Regions from separate parts of the Rattus norvegicus genome. Here regions 2 and 3 are each linked to region 1. The links are chromatin contacts, called in public Hi-C maps. All regions are on one chromosome and are shown on one strand. Each heading gives the region's core, a stretch centred on a gene start, on an enhancer-like site or on the middle of the called end of the contact. The rest is flanking DNA. Distances are from core to core; before and after follow the strand shown.

Evidence for each region. Hi-C and Micro-C count contacts between places; a contact is called where the count stands out from the background.
Region 2: a Hi-C map of frontal cortex shows a contact between it and region 1, with 3 times the contacts expected there. The contact joins the promoter of Hspe1 here to the promoter of Mars2 in region 1. A contact is called at or near these places in 1 of 12 Hi-C or Micro-C datasets (frontal cortex) and 1 of 1 datasets of contacts at active chromatin or transcription factors (oligodendrocytes).
Region 3: a Hi-C map of Schwann cells shows a contact between it and region 1, with 7 times the contacts expected there. The contact joins the promoter of Plcl1 here to the promoter of Mars2 in region 1. A contact is called at or near these places in 2 of 12 Hi-C or Micro-C datasets (Schwann cells and frontal cortex) and 1 of 1 datasets of contacts at active chromatin or transcription factors (oligodendrocytes).

Annotation. Positions count from the first base shown.
Region 1 is chr9:64,213,582-64,217,114 of GRCr8, reverse strand. It overlaps Mars2 (methionyl-tRNA synthetase 2, mitochondrial), which reads right to left and starts at 2,180. Exons shown (of 3, transcript XM_039084841.2): 1 at 820-2,180. The coding sequence starts at 1,723.
Region 2 is chr9:64,082,737-64,085,994 of GRCr8, reverse strand. It overlaps Hspe1 (heat shock protein family E (Hsp10) member 1), which reads right to left and starts at 1,668. Exons shown (of 4, transcript NM_012966.1): 1 at 1,395-1,668; 2 at 596-760. The coding sequence starts at 1,397. It overlaps Hspd1 (heat shock protein family D (Hsp60) member 1), which reads left to right and starts at 1,958. Exons shown (of 12, transcript NM_022229.2): 1 at 1,958-2,013; 2 at 2,838-3,013. The coding sequence starts at 2,840.
Region 3 is chr9:64,394,541-64,398,047 of GRCr8, reverse strand. Plcl1 (phospholipase C-like 1) reads right to left here and starts at 2,072. Exons shown (of 6, transcript NM_053456.2): 1 at 1,362-2,072. The coding sequence starts at 1,604. It overlaps LOC120094794 (a long non-coding RNA gene), which reads right to left and starts at 1,355. Exons shown (of 2, transcript XR_005489492.2): 1 at 1-1,355.

The DNA.
Region 1 (3,533 bases), core at 931-3,430:
GGTCCAGTCTCGGAAACAAAAGCCCAGTGTCAGGTCCCAATTTTCTCCCTTCAAAGGGGCATGGGTGTCCATAGAATCGAGGTAGGAAGTAGAGCTCTCCAAGGCTTCTCTCTGTGGTAGAGACTCCCAGTCTTGACAGCAACTTATCAGCTAAGTTTGGTGTAACAGGCTGAAGCAAAGTTCCAAACACTCGCAAGCACTCCAAGGCCACGTGAAGCACGGTACCCAGCCAGGGAGCATCCGCAGGGCTCTCCCAGGTCAATTTCCATGGTGCGTGCCTTTGGACGAAGCCATTAGTTTGCCGAACACAACTGGATACCGCCTCCAGAGCCTTATAGATCTGAAAGTCGTTATAATAGCCCGCTACCAGTTTGGGTAAGGTGGCCACTGCATTTACAAGTGCGTAGTCTTCTGCTTGCACACGGACTGACGGCCCCATTAACCCCGGCTCACTGGGGAAACAGGCAGCACAGAAAGATGGGTAGGTCCCAGAAGGGTTTATTCTGTAGGCAGTGCACCGGTTTAAAAGCCCTCCTAAGGCATCTGCCAGCTCAGAGTCCAGCAATTTAACCACCTTCTCATCATAGTAGTCGCAGTCCCAGTTGGGAACGCCCTGCCGAAGAAGAAAGTAGCGGAAGCCATCCACAGTATAGCGATCAAGGCAAGTCCTGGGATCCACCACGTTGCCCAAGCTCTTGGACATTTTTTGGCCACTTACCGTCCAGTGCGAGTGGACACAGATGCGATGTGGTGGCCTCAACCCTGCCCCTAGGAGAAGGGCAGGCCAATAAATAGCATGAAATTTGAGAATGTCCTTACCGATAATATGAGATGTTGCTGGCCACCAAGACTTGAAATCTGCATCCGGGTAGCCAACTACAGTGAGGTAGTTGACCAGGGCATCCAGCCACACGTAGATAGTCTGCGAGTCGTCCCCGGGAACTGGAATGCCCCAGTGCAGATGGCTACTCCTCCGAGAAACCGACAAATCAGGCAGCTCCTCCTCCAGCCACTGAAGAACTACCTGGTGGAACGGTTCCGGTGTGATCGCCTGAGGGTTGTTTCGAAGCCACCGCTGGAGTGGTTCTCGGAACTGAGAAAGCTTGAAAATGTAATTTTCTTCCTTGGTCCAGGAGACAGGGTGTCCGCTCTCGAGAGAGACAGGACAAGGATCCCCGGACGGACCCACCTGCCGAGTGACCTTGGCCTCAGGCAGGAAACACTCATCCGAGGCGCAATACCACCCTTCATAGATCCCTTTGTAAAGCAGACCCCGGGCCTCCAGCACACCCCAGAAGTGCTGCACCGCTACCCGGTGCCGAGCCTCCGTGGTGCGGATAAAGTCGGTGGAGGAGATGCCAGCCTCCCGGAAAAGCTGCAGGAACTGGGCAGACACTCGATCGCACAGCTCGATCGGGGCCAGGCCCGCGGTGGCTGCCGCCTGCTGGATCTTCAGGCCGTGCTCGTCCGTACCGGTAGAAAAACGCGTGGACCCAGAGCCGGGAACTCGGAGACGACGGTGGCGGCACAGGGCGTCGGCCAGCAGCGCGGAGTACAGGTGCCCGATGTGCGGCGCGGCGTTCACGTAGAAGATGGGTGTGGTGAAGTAGGCCCGCGCTTCCCGAGCGTCGCCACTAGCGCTCGGCGAGCACGAACTGTAGCGGCGACAGCCGCGGCCGGCCGGGGTGCGCGTCAGCACCCACAGAGCGCACTGCCGCAGCATGGTGCCAGCCGGCCCCAGCACTGAAGGCGGCGTTCCCAAGCACGTGAGAGGGCGCGTGCGCAGCTGGGCGGCACCGCAGCTTCCGGCGCGGAAGCCAATGAACGACGAGCAGTGACTCCTGTAGCCTCGCCCACGCCTGCCTCCACAGGCTTCCTGCAGCGCGCAAGGGCCGCTGGCCGGCGGGAGTTTTTGAGTAGTCGGCTAATGGGTTCCGTGTCAGGGCAGTTGGTGAAAGGAGAGCGTAGCCCGAGTGTTGTGCAGTTTTACTCGTTGGGATCTGCTGTGGATCTGAACTGAACTAATCGGTTCTGGACTGAACTTGTTGGCAAGATTTTTATATTGAGGTATTTTCCCAAATCCATTAACTGTCATATAGCAAGGCACAAATCCGGCGTTTATCTCAGAATCTAAATAAATCTGAAAGAAAGGAAAAATAATTTCCTAGAGCACTTTAGGGAAGGATAAGCACGGGAGAAAAGGAAATAACGTGTCTGAACATTTTGCTGAGCCTTAAGGGTTGATTTGAGAATCATCCAGGCATCGGAGTGCCGAGTCACAGACGTGCAGATAAGGAAACGTTAACTTTCAGCCTTATTGTGCAAAACCAGTCACAATTTTCTCCTCAAATGGTCTTCAAGTTCTTCCAAGACTGCGCTTTTAGTATGGAATCCTAATTTTTAGCGAGAGAGAATTTAGAAACCCAAAATTGTATTATTAATCCTTGGCTCGAAGCATATTTTCTCATCCACAACTGGCCTCCCTACACCATTTAAACGGTGTACATATGCACATAATAAAATCAGATAAAACACCTATAAACCCTCACCTAACTTAAGTACTGTTGGTGATTCTCAAAAGATGGTCCCCAAAGCAGAAGGAGACAGCAAGAACTTAGTTAGACATACATATTCTGAGGCCCTTTCACTACTGCTGAGGCAGAAACTGGAATCTCAGACCAACGATAGAAGCTTTACTGAGTTCCCCCAATGAACTGCAATGCACATCAACATTTAAGTTAGAGATGAGCTGCAGTTTAGATCTATTCGCTGTGTGCTAACCCTCTTCCATGAGCAGTAACAGCCCTGAGTTTTGCCTTCACGTCCACATTCCTGTATAGAAGCAGTGCATCTGAGTAACACTGCTTATATTAATTACATCTTAAAAAAGACGGGGGGCAGGTAGTCTCTATCTTACCTTTCTAATTCAACATTTTATTCCTAAGATTCAACCATATTGTTCATTCTTTTTGACTTGTACATGGTGTGTAAAGACTGGTGGTGAGTTGGATGTGCTTTCTGTGATGGTTTAGAAGATAGACTGATGGGGGTTGGGGATTTAGCTCAGTGGTAAAGCACTTGCCTAGGAAGTGCAAGGCCCTGGGTTCGGTCCCCAGCTCCAAAAAAAAAGAATAAAAAAAAAAAAAAGATAGACTGATGAAATTCTCTACAGGAACTACAGAAAGTGAGACAAACATCCACAGCATAATCTAGTCTGTTCTGGTTGATCTGCGAATTTGCAAAAGGCAAGTAGAAAGTATGTAAACTTAAAAGTTGGGGTCTGCAGACTCACTAGTTTCATGGTACTGGAAGGTAGTCTGCATGCTACTAGAAATAAAGGTAAGCACCAACCCAGTTACAAACCTTTTGATATACATGATGATCTTGATGCATGATCTGCTGGTACAATAGTGCCACAAAGGTTGTGGGAGTAACCAACCACCAGCTTATTGGATTTAGGAACTCCATGAAATAAAGCCAGTACCCGACACTTCTCAGTTGGCCAAGAACCTAAGACTAGACAGGCCAGGGAC
Region 2 (3,258 bases), core at 419-2,918, 130 kb after region 1:
ATTTCATTTTGTGAGGTTTTGTTTTACTTTGAGATATGGTCTCGTCCTGTACCTCCTGTTGGCCTACAAGGCTCTATAATCCACTTGCCTTGGCCTCCAAAGAACCTGGGCCAGAGGCATGAGGCACTATCAAGGCAGGCACTTTTTAATCTGTAGTGTGGGGCACTGCTGAATTAGCTCAGTGGGTAAAGAGACTTGCTATCAAAGTATGGGAACCCAAGTTGGGATCCCAACACTATAGTAAAAAGGATGTAACCCCCAACATGCTCAGGCCAGAAACCAGACTAGTTCAACACGACTTTACCCCAAAAGAGTAAGGTGGAGATGGCCCTGCAACACATCATACAGACATGTGCACATACAGTCATACACTCAAATACCCTCTGCCTTTTTACAGTCCCTGTCATTCCTTAGAAATATAAAACAATTCTAAAATTGTTTTCCTGAATGCGAGGTTCTTCGTGAATTGAAATCTAACTTGAAATTACTTCCAAAAAAACCTTGCCATTTTAATTAACTTTTTAATTAACAAACCAATTCCTCTCCTTCCACATCACACATAAAATTCTGTACCACTCTAGGAGCTCCGGGTTACCTTTCCTTTCCCGCCTGATCCCACAGCCACGACCGTTGCTTGCAATACTTTTCCTTGAGACTTTTCTGGAAGCATAATGCCACCTTTGGTCACAGTTTCAGCGGCACTCCTTTCAACCAATACTCTGTCAAATAGCGGAAGAAACTTCCTAAAAGCTTGTCCAGCCTGTGGAGAGAAATGTGTTCAAACAGACAGTAATTAAGTTCGAAGTGTCAGGAGACGAAGTTAATAAATACCACTGCAAACCTTAACTCCCAATAGGTCAAAGCCTTCCAAAATGACAAGAAAACTCAAGTGTATCTTTAGAATATACCCTTCAATGTTCACTCCATATAAGCCAAGTTGATTTTCATTTCCTTGTCTGTTGTGAGTGTGTGGGGGGCGGGGGTCTTCATTGCTCATCAGCAATCGCAACCTTGGTCTTTTCCAAGGTCAAATATTTTTCCTTTAGATTTTTTTTTCAAACTCGAGTAACAGGGGAGTGGTGTCAATTTTTAAGCCCCGATCTTACTCTTTCTCCAACATAGGACTCATTCACCTAGGCCGTGCCAGGGCAGGTGGGCTTCTGAGTATGTACCCGGGCGCCCGCCCCCTGCTCCAGACGCCTGCCGCACACGTGCGTGCAGAAAAGCCGTGGTGGAGAAAGGGTCGGATAGGCCTCGCTTCTGTAGAGCAACGGGAGGTCGCTGGACACTGAGTGGACCCCTGTCCTGTCCTGCTAGTCCCAAAGCGCACATGGGCTCGCCGTGGGCCGCAGGCCGAACTGGATCCGTCGGCCTGCCAGCCACGAGACACTCACCATGACTTACGCCGCCGCAGCTCCGGACTCTGCACTCGGACTCCTGCTGCAAGGAGACTCCCGTGGGCCGGCTCAGGACACGTGAAAAGACAGCGCAGCGCGCAGGCGCACTCAGCCCCTTAGCGTGAGAGAAGGCGGCCACTCCAGCGCGCGCGCCGATTGGTGGCCAGGACTCCGCGCAGGCGGCCGATGCGGGTAGCCGGAGGCGGAAGAAAAGGGGAGCACTTTCTAGGCTTTTCCAGGTCGGCCGCTGAGGTGAAAGAACAAGCCCCTCCCGGAAATGACGCCACTTGACCTTTCACCCACGAAAAGCGCGGGGCCTTCCGGAAGGTTCTAGAACCGAGCGCGGCCCAGGAACCAGTGTACGGCGGCGGGAGAGTGCTGAGGCCACGGGGCTGAGGCCGCTCAGGTAAGGAGGGCGGGGCCGCGCGCGTCGCATGCAGATTGCAGGGCCGGGGCGTGGGAGAAGTGGGGCGCGCGCGCGCGCGCACGCGGGGCCGCGGGGCGGGGCCGGGGAGGGAGGGGACTCGGGCTCATTGCGGTGCGCGCCCAGTGCTGGGTCCCTCACTCGCCGCAGACGGCCTGCCTCGCCTCGTGCTCTTCCGCCGCCGCCCCGCAGGTACGCGGCCTCGGCGTGCACGGCGGCCCGGTGCTCGTGGGCCTGCTTGCAGCGCGGACCGAGCACGGAGGGCTGGGGGATAAGTCTGTCAGCGACGCCGCAGGCTCGGTTCACTTGTTCAGGCCCAGTAGGGCCATACTGCTTTCATCACGTGCGGCGGGCACCACGCGACCTAGGCTAAGCGCGGGAGCAAGGGCGGGCTAGGGTGGGAGCAACTTGGGCCCTGTGGTTCCATCTGCGCCTGGCGCACTGTAGGGCTCTATCGGAGGGTGGTCGCGGTCCTCTAGTCCGCTGTGGCCGCGGTGATCCGGCGCCTTCACTTTGACCTTGCTCGGGGCTCCTGGTCGAGAAGACACGTGGGGCTGCGCGGCTGCGCTGAGCTAGGGCCCTTTTCCTCCGGCCTTGCTTGCTGCTGTGCTACTGTAGCTCCGGGTGGATGCCTGGCGGGCGACACTCTCCTTAGAGGGTTTTGCACCGTCATTAGTACTTCTGTGATTCTCTAGGCACTTGCATTTAGAACCTGCCTGCTTACACCAACTTTTTTTTTCAGACACTTTTCGGAGTGGATCTGCTTCCAAGGCCGTTTTGGCAGTGAAAGATTAACTCGAGAGGGCAGGAGGGGGTGGCCATGGGGAGGTGGTTTCGTGTGCTTTGTGCTAGTGCTGTAGGTCAGGCATGGGGGCAGCCTCCATGATCAGTTGGTTAACAGATTATGTCCTGAATCTGCAGCGCCGTTAGCAGAGAACAGCAGAACTCCAATCTAGCCACCATATTTTGAAGCACCGTTGGACAAGTTTGTAGTGATACTTTTTTTCTTTCCCCAGAAATGCTTCGACTACCCACAGTCCTTCGCCAGATGAGACCAGTGTCTCGGGCACTGGCTCCTCATCTCACTCGGGCCTATGCCAAAGATGTAAAATTTGGTGCGGATGCTCGAGCCTTAATGCTTCAAGGTGTAGACCTTTTAGCCGATGCTGTAGCTGTTACAATGGGGCCAAAGGTACCAGTATACTTATGTCGTGTTAAAGAATAGTGTTCTGTAGCTGCAAGACAGCATTTTGTAATCGAGTTTTGTGAGTATCTGATTTGCATGTGGTACAACTTAGTGGTTTGGGGGGTGTTATTTAGGTTTGTTAGTTGGTCATTCTACGACGGTGTCCTTACTGCTGCTTCAGTCGATTTGGGAGACTTCTGTGCGTTGTGATGTAATAGTAACAGCTCAAGGAAGATTTTCAAACCAGAGTC
Region 3 (3,507 bases), core at 823-3,322, 180 kb before region 1:
AAACTACCTTACAATGACGATGTGTAATCCAAATGTATCTGGTTCCTAAATGTGATTATTTTGCGACACAATATGATTTCTGACTTGTGGTATTAAAAGAGGGCCATTTCTCTTATCCAAATTCACATTCAGAATATAATTCTCTTTGCACGTTATGAAAAAGTATAGATAAGCAAACAAACTACTACAAGTTATTTTAAATGATCATCCACTTTTAACAGGAAGTGTCCCTGTAGCTTTTAAACTTCCATGTGTCCGTGTTGGAGGAAAAAACATAGATAGTGCTTAGAGATAGGTGGATGTGGGTACAAACATTGGTGCTGGTAGCTTAGGAAAGAAGATAAGCATTACACTTACACGGTGGTCGCTTGGTTTAAACCTAAGCAAGCTTCCTGAATGTGTGAGCCTACCGGGTAAGTCAGTAGGTTGAATAGTAGGCGGCTCCCAGACCTTTTACTGTCGCCTCTGGTGTATTGTGTGTAACTCTTAAGGGTGTACATCCACACTGACTGCTTTACCAGGATCAACTTTAATCTCACATGTACGTAGTATTCGCAGGGATCTATGCTAAGAGGCCCTATTCCAGAGCTAACACCAGGGCTCTTACCTGAAAAAAATTACTCCAAAGTCATACACCCAAAAGATGAACTTTCGAACATGGGAAACAAGTTCAAAGTGGAAGACAGAAATAAATAAAAAATAGGGCAAAGAAAGGTTTACAATTCCTTGGCAGATGGATAAAGGCAAATCCTCTGGGGATGCTAGGGGAGTCTGGGAACGTTTTCCCGGATGTGTGTTTTCTGCAGCTCAAAACCTCTGAGCTCTTCCTTCATCCCTTCTATGCTGTATGCTGCAGCATCCGCTGCAAACTCTGCCTACCTATCTGCAAAGTTCAGGATTTCAGAACTATTTGTGTCTGGGGAGATTTCCCACACACACTTAAGTAGGCTGTGCATTGCCATTGCTATTCGGGAAAGCTAGCCCTCCTCTGGAAAATGCACAGCCAGCCCGCAAGTCTGCGTTTATCCCAAGTCCTCCCTCCCTCCTCCCATCTACCGGTTAGTGAGGCTTGCGGCGAAAATGAGGAAAAGCATCCATCAAACCGCAGAAGCGCAGAGCGCAGAGAGGAACTTTTCCTCCACTGACTGAGGGGAAGTCACTTCTGCTTCTCAAGGCCAGCAGCTGACTCTGGGAACCTCCGGACTAGGCAGGAAGGTTTGGCTATGAAGGTGGTATAAGAAAACAATGCCTAGCCTGCGACGCCAGGGGCAACGAACATCCTGCCCGGGGTTGGGGAGGGGGGTGTCCCCTACCCACCCGACACCCAGTCCCAGGCTCCGGGCCGCTGTGGCTCCGCTTACCTTGATGATGCTGCTGCGCCGGGGGGTCGCTCGTGCCGCCTCCAGGAGGCCAGCCTCGCTATCCGCGGGGACCCCCGCATTGCCCGGCAGCGCAACCCCGCTGCGACGGTCCCTCATCCGGCCCCCCGAGGCCTCGGGTGCAGCGTCCCCGGAGGCAGCATCGGCGCCGGCTCGAGGGTCGTCTTCGCCCTCCGCAACGTCGAGAGGCGCCGGAGCCTCCCTGCTAGCCGCGCCCTCAGCCATGGCCAAGCACGTTCTAGGCTCCCGGCGAGACAGCACGACCGCCAGCGGCGTCCAGCCCTGAGTAAGGGTGCGCTCAGGCACCAGAAGGAAACGCCGCTAGACTTTGTTTCAGCGCGCGACGGCGGCTGCAGCGGCGGCCGCAACTTTGTAGAGAGGAGACATCACTCGGGCAGAGGCGTCCTCGGGCTGTGGTCCAGGAGGTCAGCGGGCCGGCGCGGACCGGCGGCGGGGGCGGGGAGAAGATGTGAGCGGGAGGGAGAAGCAGGCGAAAAGCAGCGGGAGGTACCGGCGACGGGAGGCGAGCGCCGGCTCTGCGCAGACAAAAGACAGCGGGCGCCGGAGCCCGGAGCCTCCGAACCCTCCGAAGCCTGGACGCGCGCGGCCCGAGCGGCGACTGCGGACCGGCCACCAGCCACCTGCCCGCCGACCGCGGAGCGGCGGCCTCAGGAAGTGCGGCGGCGGCTGCCTCCACTCCGCTCGCCTGTGACAGGGAGGGAAGACTTGTTTTGACAGCCCATGGGGATTGGCAGGCGCCCGGGCCTCTCAGGAGCCGAGGCTCGCCGGGGGGGTTCGGCCGGACCAATCCTTACGGCGGAGGGGTGTGCCCGAGCGCGAAGAATGGAATGTGTTCTGTTGCTCGGAGCCTGCCCAGCCCCGCTGGCCCCGGTACTAGGCGAGGATGCGCGCGCCAGTGTGCGCACCCGCAGGCACTCGGAGTACATTTTAGGAAGTTTAAAGAGGCGAAAACAAGCTGAAGGTGCAAGAAATGAAACGGGGGAGGGGTGGGATGCGGGCGTCAGGGAGACGCCGGAAGAAACACTACCTGCAACACAGCAAATCTGGAAGAAAGAGGGTGTTGAGCGAGAAGGTCAGATCATTTGGGGTGATAGTGACACTTGGCACAGCCAAGGGTTAATCACAGGCTCTTCTGCCAATCCTTAGAAGTGAAGTCCACGCACTAGGACCCTGGAGTTCCACAATTTGCCTCGGGTTCTATGAGCGGATTCTACATTCACTCAGTAATCTGAGTGATTACAAGGAGTTGGGAGAAAGGGGCAGGGTAAGAGAAATCAGCGCAATGAAAACCCTTGGACCGCCCCCTGGATGAACCGCAGATATGTTGGAAGCCACATCACAACACGGTCATTGGCAGGTTTAGTTTCTTCCCTAAAACGTTCCCGAACGAGGGTTCAGCCTCCTTTCTACATATAATTCTAAATCAATTCATTTTGCTCCTTCCACACCAAGCTAGCTAGGATCAAGAGAGTAGAGATTCAATAGCATTAACCAAACTGTGAGCAAACGTAGACAATGGTTCTAAGGTCCCTGCAGAGTTGGAAGACAGCATTTTCATTTAAAATATTTGGAGCATCAAGGTCTATATTAAACCTCACTTAGATCATTAAATGGATTTCAATTAATAATTTCATAATTCAAGATTTACTTTTTCCGTAACGTGGCCAAAAGCACCAAGAAATTCTTAAGCCCTTGAGAGCCAGAATTATATTAGAATTCTAGCATTTTAAAGATGGACTGGGAGTCTTGGGGATCATCTAGGGCAGCTCTTTTATTTTTAAATGAAAGCCCAGGGAGGCCTTGTCTACCGACTGATTGGTACAGACACTAAAATCAGATCTGCTACCCAGCAACCTCCGTGCTCTCTTCACTTTTTTTTTTAATCTAGCTCCCCTGGGGCTACGACCAGTCAGAACTGGATGTGACTCTTGGGAGGATTCACATTTGACATTTATCATCTCCTAGGGAAGACTAGTAAGATCTGACTTTACCTTTTCTTTAAATATACGAGCACTCCAGAAAAGAGTATCCTCTAGATGAGCTGCGAGCTCTGGTTTTAGAAGCAACACCGCCCTCTAGTGAAATGATGAGAACTACAACCAAGATA